2 separate regions of the Mus musculus genome follow, and region 1 is linked to region 2. Evidence: chromatin contacts called from public HiChIP or PLAC-seq data. All regions are on one chromosome and are shown on one strand. The core of a region is the stretch at or near the end of the contact, and the rest is flanking DNA. Distances in the headings are between cores, read along the strand shown. Region 1 overlaps Ppp4r1 (protein phosphatase 4, regulatory subunit 1). Region 2 overlaps Rab31 (RAB31, member RAS oncogene family).

Region 1 (3,101 bases), core at 91-2,590, 140 kb after region 2:
GATGTGAGAAGTAACCCAGTGGCTAGTGACACAGCGGAGGTGGAGAACAGTTTCCTAGCCCGAGCATGGCCCCACCCTCTCTGAATCTTAGGACAGACAGCTCAGTGACACAGCAGCTCTGAGTCGATGGCGCAGCTCCTCAGCAGAGCCCTGCACTGCCTTCTCCCTTCTTCTCGCCCATCCTCAGCCCCCGATGAGAGGAAGCGAGCCATGCCCACAGCAGCTACCGTCAAGTGTTTGATGTGTTATTTCCTTTAGCTTCTTGTTTCAATCTCAATAATCAACCTCAGTTTTAGTAACTTCATCTAGCTTTAGTGACTCTCATTTTATTTTCCTTAAACTTAATTTATATGCAAAAGGCCAGCCAGTCTTTAGATCTATTCCAGGACTCTTGTACCTGTTAGTTCTCTAACACATTGTGGGCACTCAGTGAATATTAATAGAAATATTGAATGCACATTTTTTCAATAAGTAAAATGATAAACTTTTTAAGTTTCATAATGTGTGTTTTTGGAGATGGCTAGTATATTTGACTTAAAATTATACTGTAGTTAAATTTCATTATTAATATTACATGGTAACTTAACTATTTACATGCTTACATATGAATTATGCTTATAATTCAGTTATGACACCTAGAACAATTTAAATTTGTCATGTAGTGCTTTTAGATTTTATTAAAATCTGAGGACATTTTTGTTTAATCTCTGCTAAGTAACTAGTCTCCATTGTGTTACAAAATGAGTTGAACTTTTAGAAGGGCTCAATGGGGCTCTTTTTTCTTTTCTAGCGGTGCGTTATAGAGCAGGACTTGCCTTTAGTTCTCCAGAAAGCATTGGACTGTTTTAAAAGGTGCACTCTTGATCCAGGGCTAAAAGCAAAGGTCCGACCCAGGAGACCAGTGCTGTGCTGTCCTGTAAACATGGTGTCTTGACAGTAAGCCTGGGAGGAGAGGGAACGTGGCGACAGCCCTAAGGGAGCAGCTCTACACAGACCAGGTCACAGCCGATTGTCTGTAAGGCAGTACCGCGGACTTAGTTTCAGACCGCCTGTGATCATTGACGACGGTCTTTTTTTCTCCTGTGATTTTTAATAGTGAATTAACTGCTTTCACTAGACTACAATAGGGAAGGAAGGGGAATCCTTTTGCTAGCTGTGAGCACAGTAGGCTCTCAGGACAAGTTCAGCAGAAGATCCTACACAGTGAGACACAGAGATGGGAGAGATCCCCTTTGTAAGAGTGATGTGGTGGATCTGCAGAGCTGCAGTCACAGCCGGCCTGCAGCACATGGCCAGCGGCTCACGACACATGACACATGACAGGCTGGACATGCATGGATGGAAAGCAAGTCCATGGGAGACAGGGGACCTGCCTGTCAGACACGCGTGCACTCTGGGACAGTTTGTACAGTCAGCTTGGAGCACACTTCTGCTTTTGCTTTAGAAACTTGAAAGACCCCAAAGAGAGTTAAAATGATTGTCATGGTAACTACAAATTATAGCTGAAATTCTGAGAACAATGCAAATCACCAGAATGTCCCACGAGTAAACACTACTGTTTGCTTTATTTAGGTAATGATGACCCACTGAAGTAGAAGTTCCTTGAGCACAAGTCTTGAATGCGCATGGTCAGATACTTAATGCATTTAGAGAAGCCCGCCCCTACCCTCCGCCACAGCCGCCTCAAAAAGAGAACAGTCCCAGGAATGAGAGTGGGCTAGTGAACTGGGAACAGCTGTACTCAGGGGCACTCCACTGTCTCAGACTCACCACCCTTTCTAAGTCATTTGCATAGCACCTGCTTTTGATAGTTTCATACACACACACACACACACACACACGCACACACACTACTGTCTACTACCCCTTTAATCTCCCTCTGTACCCTGTCTTGCCACCTCATCTCCCAGTGGCCATACTATAAAGATGATACCCCACCTCCTTCAGCAACCAATAACAGCTGCTCAGGGGAGGTGTGGCCTCATGAGCACCCCTCTGTGTATGATGGGATGTTGGAGGGCCCCTGCTGATAGTTCACAATCACAGCAGCCATGTCCTCTCCATGCAGTTTCATGGACCCGTCCATCTCCTTTGCTTTTAACAAGCCTGCTTTGGTGCTGGGAGAATTAGCGTAGATTCAGTGTAAGGCTGAGAGGCTGCACTGACCTCTGCAGAAAGAAGCTCCACTGTCCAAGGCAGGAAACTAGACAGATGCTGTCACATATGCATAGGATGTCTTGAGCAGTAGATTTGAATTTTATGTGTGCAAGGGGAATGTTAGCTTTGGTCCCTCCCCGAAATATAAATATATTCTCTAAATTTCTCACTTATTTGGTGGGGCAGAGAATCCTCTTTCTTAGTTTGAACTTTCTGTATAAGGAAGGTCGTGCTTGGTAAGTTGTTTTGGCTTTGGGCAAGCAAGAGTGTATACTTGGGCTAGAGAGATGGCTCAGCGGTTAAGAGCACTGACTGCTCTTCCAGAGGTCCTGAGTTCAATTCCTAGCAACCACATGGTGGCTCACAGCCATCTACAAGGGGGGATCTGGCGCCCTCCAGCAGAGCACTCAGACATTCAATAAATAAAATGTTTAAAAAAATTGGGATCCCAATTGTTTTGGAACAAACTGTAGTAATTTCAATATCAAAAAAGGAGAGTGAACTGGGGTGCGATAGAGATGCTTAAATGTTGCCGCCCAGAAGACTCTGCAGCCGCAATTGTTGCATGTTGGCTGGTTTGTGTAAGTGCCTTTCTGCTAGAATAGCTTAGTGAGACTTAGCAGCTTGACCTATGGACTCCTGAACTTGAGGCCTGCAATAACGGTGCAGGTGCCTTCAGCAACTAGACACCGTAATCAGACAGCACACTGCACACTTTTTTCCGTGCAGTCTCTTGAAGGACCAGTGATTTCGCCACGGTAGAAAATTGTTTCCAGCTCTCTCACAGCAGTGTCAGAAACACCCGTGTACTGACACCAGCGTGGGGAGAGAAGTCTCTGCGGGTGTTGAGCTTGTTCCGTTCACAGTCTCCTTTGCCCACAGCACAGGTGGACGTGCTGTCGGCTGCCCTGCGAGCTTCCAGCCTGGATGCTCACGAAGAGACT
Region 2 (3,203 bases), core at 460-2,959:
AGCACCTAAGAAGGGCCCCTTTGTTCTCCTAGTTCTTGTTCTCCACATCACTATTGTGTAATGTCACACTGATAAACCTTGAAAGATAAAATAAACCTGGTCTAATGGCCTTGTACATATGAAATCAGAGGGTGGGAGAAGCAACTAGGTTCCGGGACCTGGGCCAGGTCTCTTCAGGGTCATGGTGGGAGTAAGGGCAGGGGAGTGATGCCCACAGAATGCCTGTGAGCTCCCAGGCCCATCTTCCCACAGCCAGACTGCGTGCTTCGGGCTGAGAGAGGCTACCTATTCTTCTAGCTTGGTCATCAGTGTCAGCAGAGGGAAAGCTTTTAAAATGAGTTTATCCTTTGGCAATTTCACACATGTAGAGAAAGAATTCTGATCATCCCCCATGGCTTCCACCCTCTTTTCCCTTCCCACGCCCCTCACAGCCACCCCCTTCCTCTTAGCAAGTCTTCCAGTCTCCGAGCTACTTTAATGTCATTTTGCTTTTCTCTGTGGCTCACTGGGTTTCAATGGGCTCACCTGTATGGGGATAGGTGTGAGGCTATCCACTAGATCCCGAACGACCTCTCTAGTGGCTACATCACTTAAGACATCGCTTCCATTCCTCTACCACCCCTCCACTGTTTTGGTGCAGGGACCCATGCATCCTTCCCCGACTTAGTTTAGTAGCCACTATGAGTACAAGTGCCACCACTACACCATGCCTGTAACCCAGATGTCTCACTGGGGCTCTGCTGCTCTTCCCACCCCTTGGTACAGGGAGGTTTTTGTTTACAGATCTTCCAGGCGAGTTAGGGATATCTCTCGGTAAGATCAGGAGCTAGGCTGGATCTCCTGAATTGCCTGGGCCTTTCACCCTGATGAACACACAGGCTGAGCACCCCTAGGCCAAACACCCCAAAAGCCCAGAAGTCAGAAGTTTTTTTGGACACAAATGTGATAAAGTAGAAAATTCAATACCATAAAACTTTATGGACAAAAACAAAGTTATAATGCTATATAAAATTACTTTCTGGCTGTGTTTGTGAGGTATATGTATTTAGATTTAGGTTCTAATTCCAATATAGCACTTTATGTATATGAAAATAATTCTGAAATCAACTCCCAAGTGCCCTAGTCCTAGGCAGTTTGGATGAGGGCTATGTAACCTCTCCTGCCTTCTGTCTTGTCCACACATGCTCAAGATACACACTGACTGGGGAACTGTGGTCTCTTATGCCCAGACCGCCACTCCTGATGCCTCATATGGTCTGCCAGACGCAGGCTAAATCTACTTCCATTCCAGCAGACTCTCAAAACATGCTGTGCACAGCTCCTCTTAAGGGCGGACAAGCTTACACCACCAATGTCTGTTAGATGAGATCATTAGATCATTTATATACACAGAGAGACAGACAGAGACACACACAGACAGACAGACAGACAGACAGACAGATAGACAGACAGAAGCTCTATACACTGTCCTTCTGTAACTCCCAACGAAATACCCAGCTTTCTGGAAATGATGAAAGAGCAAAGCACTTTGGGATTAGAGTAAAATGAGGGCAGGCTTGGAATAAGGTCTGGGACCTAGAGATTTGGCTCCCTCCCTGAAAAAGTCATGCCAGAAGGCAGAATCTGGAGCAGCCAGATTGGCTGACCAACAGCTTGATTCTCCTGCCACAGAGAGCTCTCCACAGGCGGATGCCCACTAGTTCACAGGCCCTGTCACTTGCCAGACTATTTCTATTTCTGTCTCTGGAAGACACATGTACTCTGGACAGAGACCAATACAGCAGGCTTCTCCTTTCTTCTTTTAGAGTTATTTTTCTTGATGGTGGTGGTGCATGCCTGCTTGTGTATGTGTGTGTGTGTGTGTGTGTGTGTGTGTGTGTAGATTAAATGCTGGGCCTCAAATATGCTAGGAAAATGCTCTAAGTGACAACTTTTAATAGCATCATCCTGTATTTCTTTTGTATCCTATGTGTGTCGGTATGATCAAATTAATCATTTCACATAGTATGCTGGCAAAACATCAGTCACATACAACACTCTTCAGAGGTTTGGCTGTGTATATAAATGATGTGTGTGTAATATGCATACCCATACATTTACCACTATTCTAACCTTTTCCCCAGCTAAATTCAGTAAATTTTATTTACTGAAATGTTCATAGATATAATTATAGATTCACAAGCACTTATAAGAAACAACACCCCCGAAGATCCTGGACAGGTGTTATGCAGACCCTAAGAGAACACAAATGCCAGCCCAGGCTACTAGACCCAGCAAAACTCTCAATTACCATAGATGGAGAAACAAAAGTATTCCATGATAAAACCAAATTCACACAATATCTTTCCACGAATCCAGCCCTTCAAAGGATAATAAAGGGAAAACACCAACATAAGGATGGAAACTACACCCTAGAAAAAGCAAGAAAGTAATCCTACAACAAACCTAAAAGAAGACAGTTGCAAGAACAGAATCCCAACTTTAACAACAAAAATAACAAGAAGCAACGATTACTTTTCTTTAATTTCTCTTAACATCAATGGACTCAATTCCCCAATAAAAAGACATAGACTAATAGACTGGCTACACAAACAGGACCCAACATTTTGCTGCTTACAGGAAACCCACCTCGGGGGAAAAGAACAGACACTACCTCAGAGTAAAAGACTGGAAAACAATTTTCCAAGCAAATGGTCCGAAGAAACAAGCTGGAGTAGCCATTCTAATATCAAATAAAATTGACTTCCAACCCAAAGTTATCAAAAAAGACAAGGAGGGGCACTTCATACTCATCAAATGTAAAATCTACCAAGATGAACTCTCAATTCTGAATATCTATGCTCCAAATACGAGGGCAGCCACATTCATTAAAGAAACCTTAGTAAAGCTCAAAGCACACATTGCACCTCACACAATAATAGTGGGAGACTTCAACACCCCACTCTCACCAATGGACAGATCCTGGAAACAGACACCAAACAGAGACACATGGACACTAACAGAAGTTATGAAACAAATGGATTTAATAGATATCTATAGAACATTTTATCCTAAAACAAAAGGATGTACCTTCTTCTTAGTGCTACATGGTACCTCCTCCAAAACTGACCATATAATTGGTCACAAAACAGGTCTCCACAGATACAAAAATATTGAAATTATCCCATGCATCCTATCTGATCACCATGGACTAAGGCTGATCT

The links. HiChIP or PLAC-seq counts read pairs in DNA pulled down with a chosen protein or histone mark.
Region 1: a contact with region 2 is called in an H3K27ac HiChIP or PLAC-seq map of microglia, with 4 times the contacts expected there. The contact joins two enhancer-like sites. A contact is called at or near these places in 1 of 15 datasets of contacts at CTCF or cohesin (the NIH/3T3 cell line), 2 of 484 Hi-C or Micro-C datasets (bone marrow-derived macrophages and nephron progenitors), 1 of 115 datasets of contacts at active chromatin or transcription factors (microglia) and 3 of 9 other capture datasets (adipose tissue, liver and pancreatic islet).

Annotation. Positions count from the first base shown.
Region 1 is chr17:65,826,336-65,829,436 of GRCm38.p6, forward strand. It overlaps Ppp4r1 (protein phosphatase 4, regulatory subunit 1), which reads left to right. Exons shown (of 20, transcript NM_001114131.1): 12 at 3,040-3,101. Among named protein-coding and RNA genes, the nearest start is that of Ppp4r1, 45 kb to the left of the region's middle. Within about 2 kb of position 1,341, at least 44 of the 459 cell types and tissues checked have an H3K27ac peak or open chromatin away from gene starts, as enhancers often do. A contact at or near this core is called in microglia, where this site is marked.
Region 2 is chr17:65,682,267-65,685,469 of GRCm38.p6, forward strand. All of the region lies in intron 5 of Rab31 (RAB31, member RAS oncogene family), which reads right to left. Among named protein-coding and RNA genes, the nearest start is that of Gm35477, 42 kb to the left of the region's middle. Within about 2 kb of position 1,710, at least 49 of the 459 cell types and tissues checked have an H3K27ac peak or open chromatin away from gene starts, as enhancers often do. A contact at or near this core is called in microglia, where this site is marked.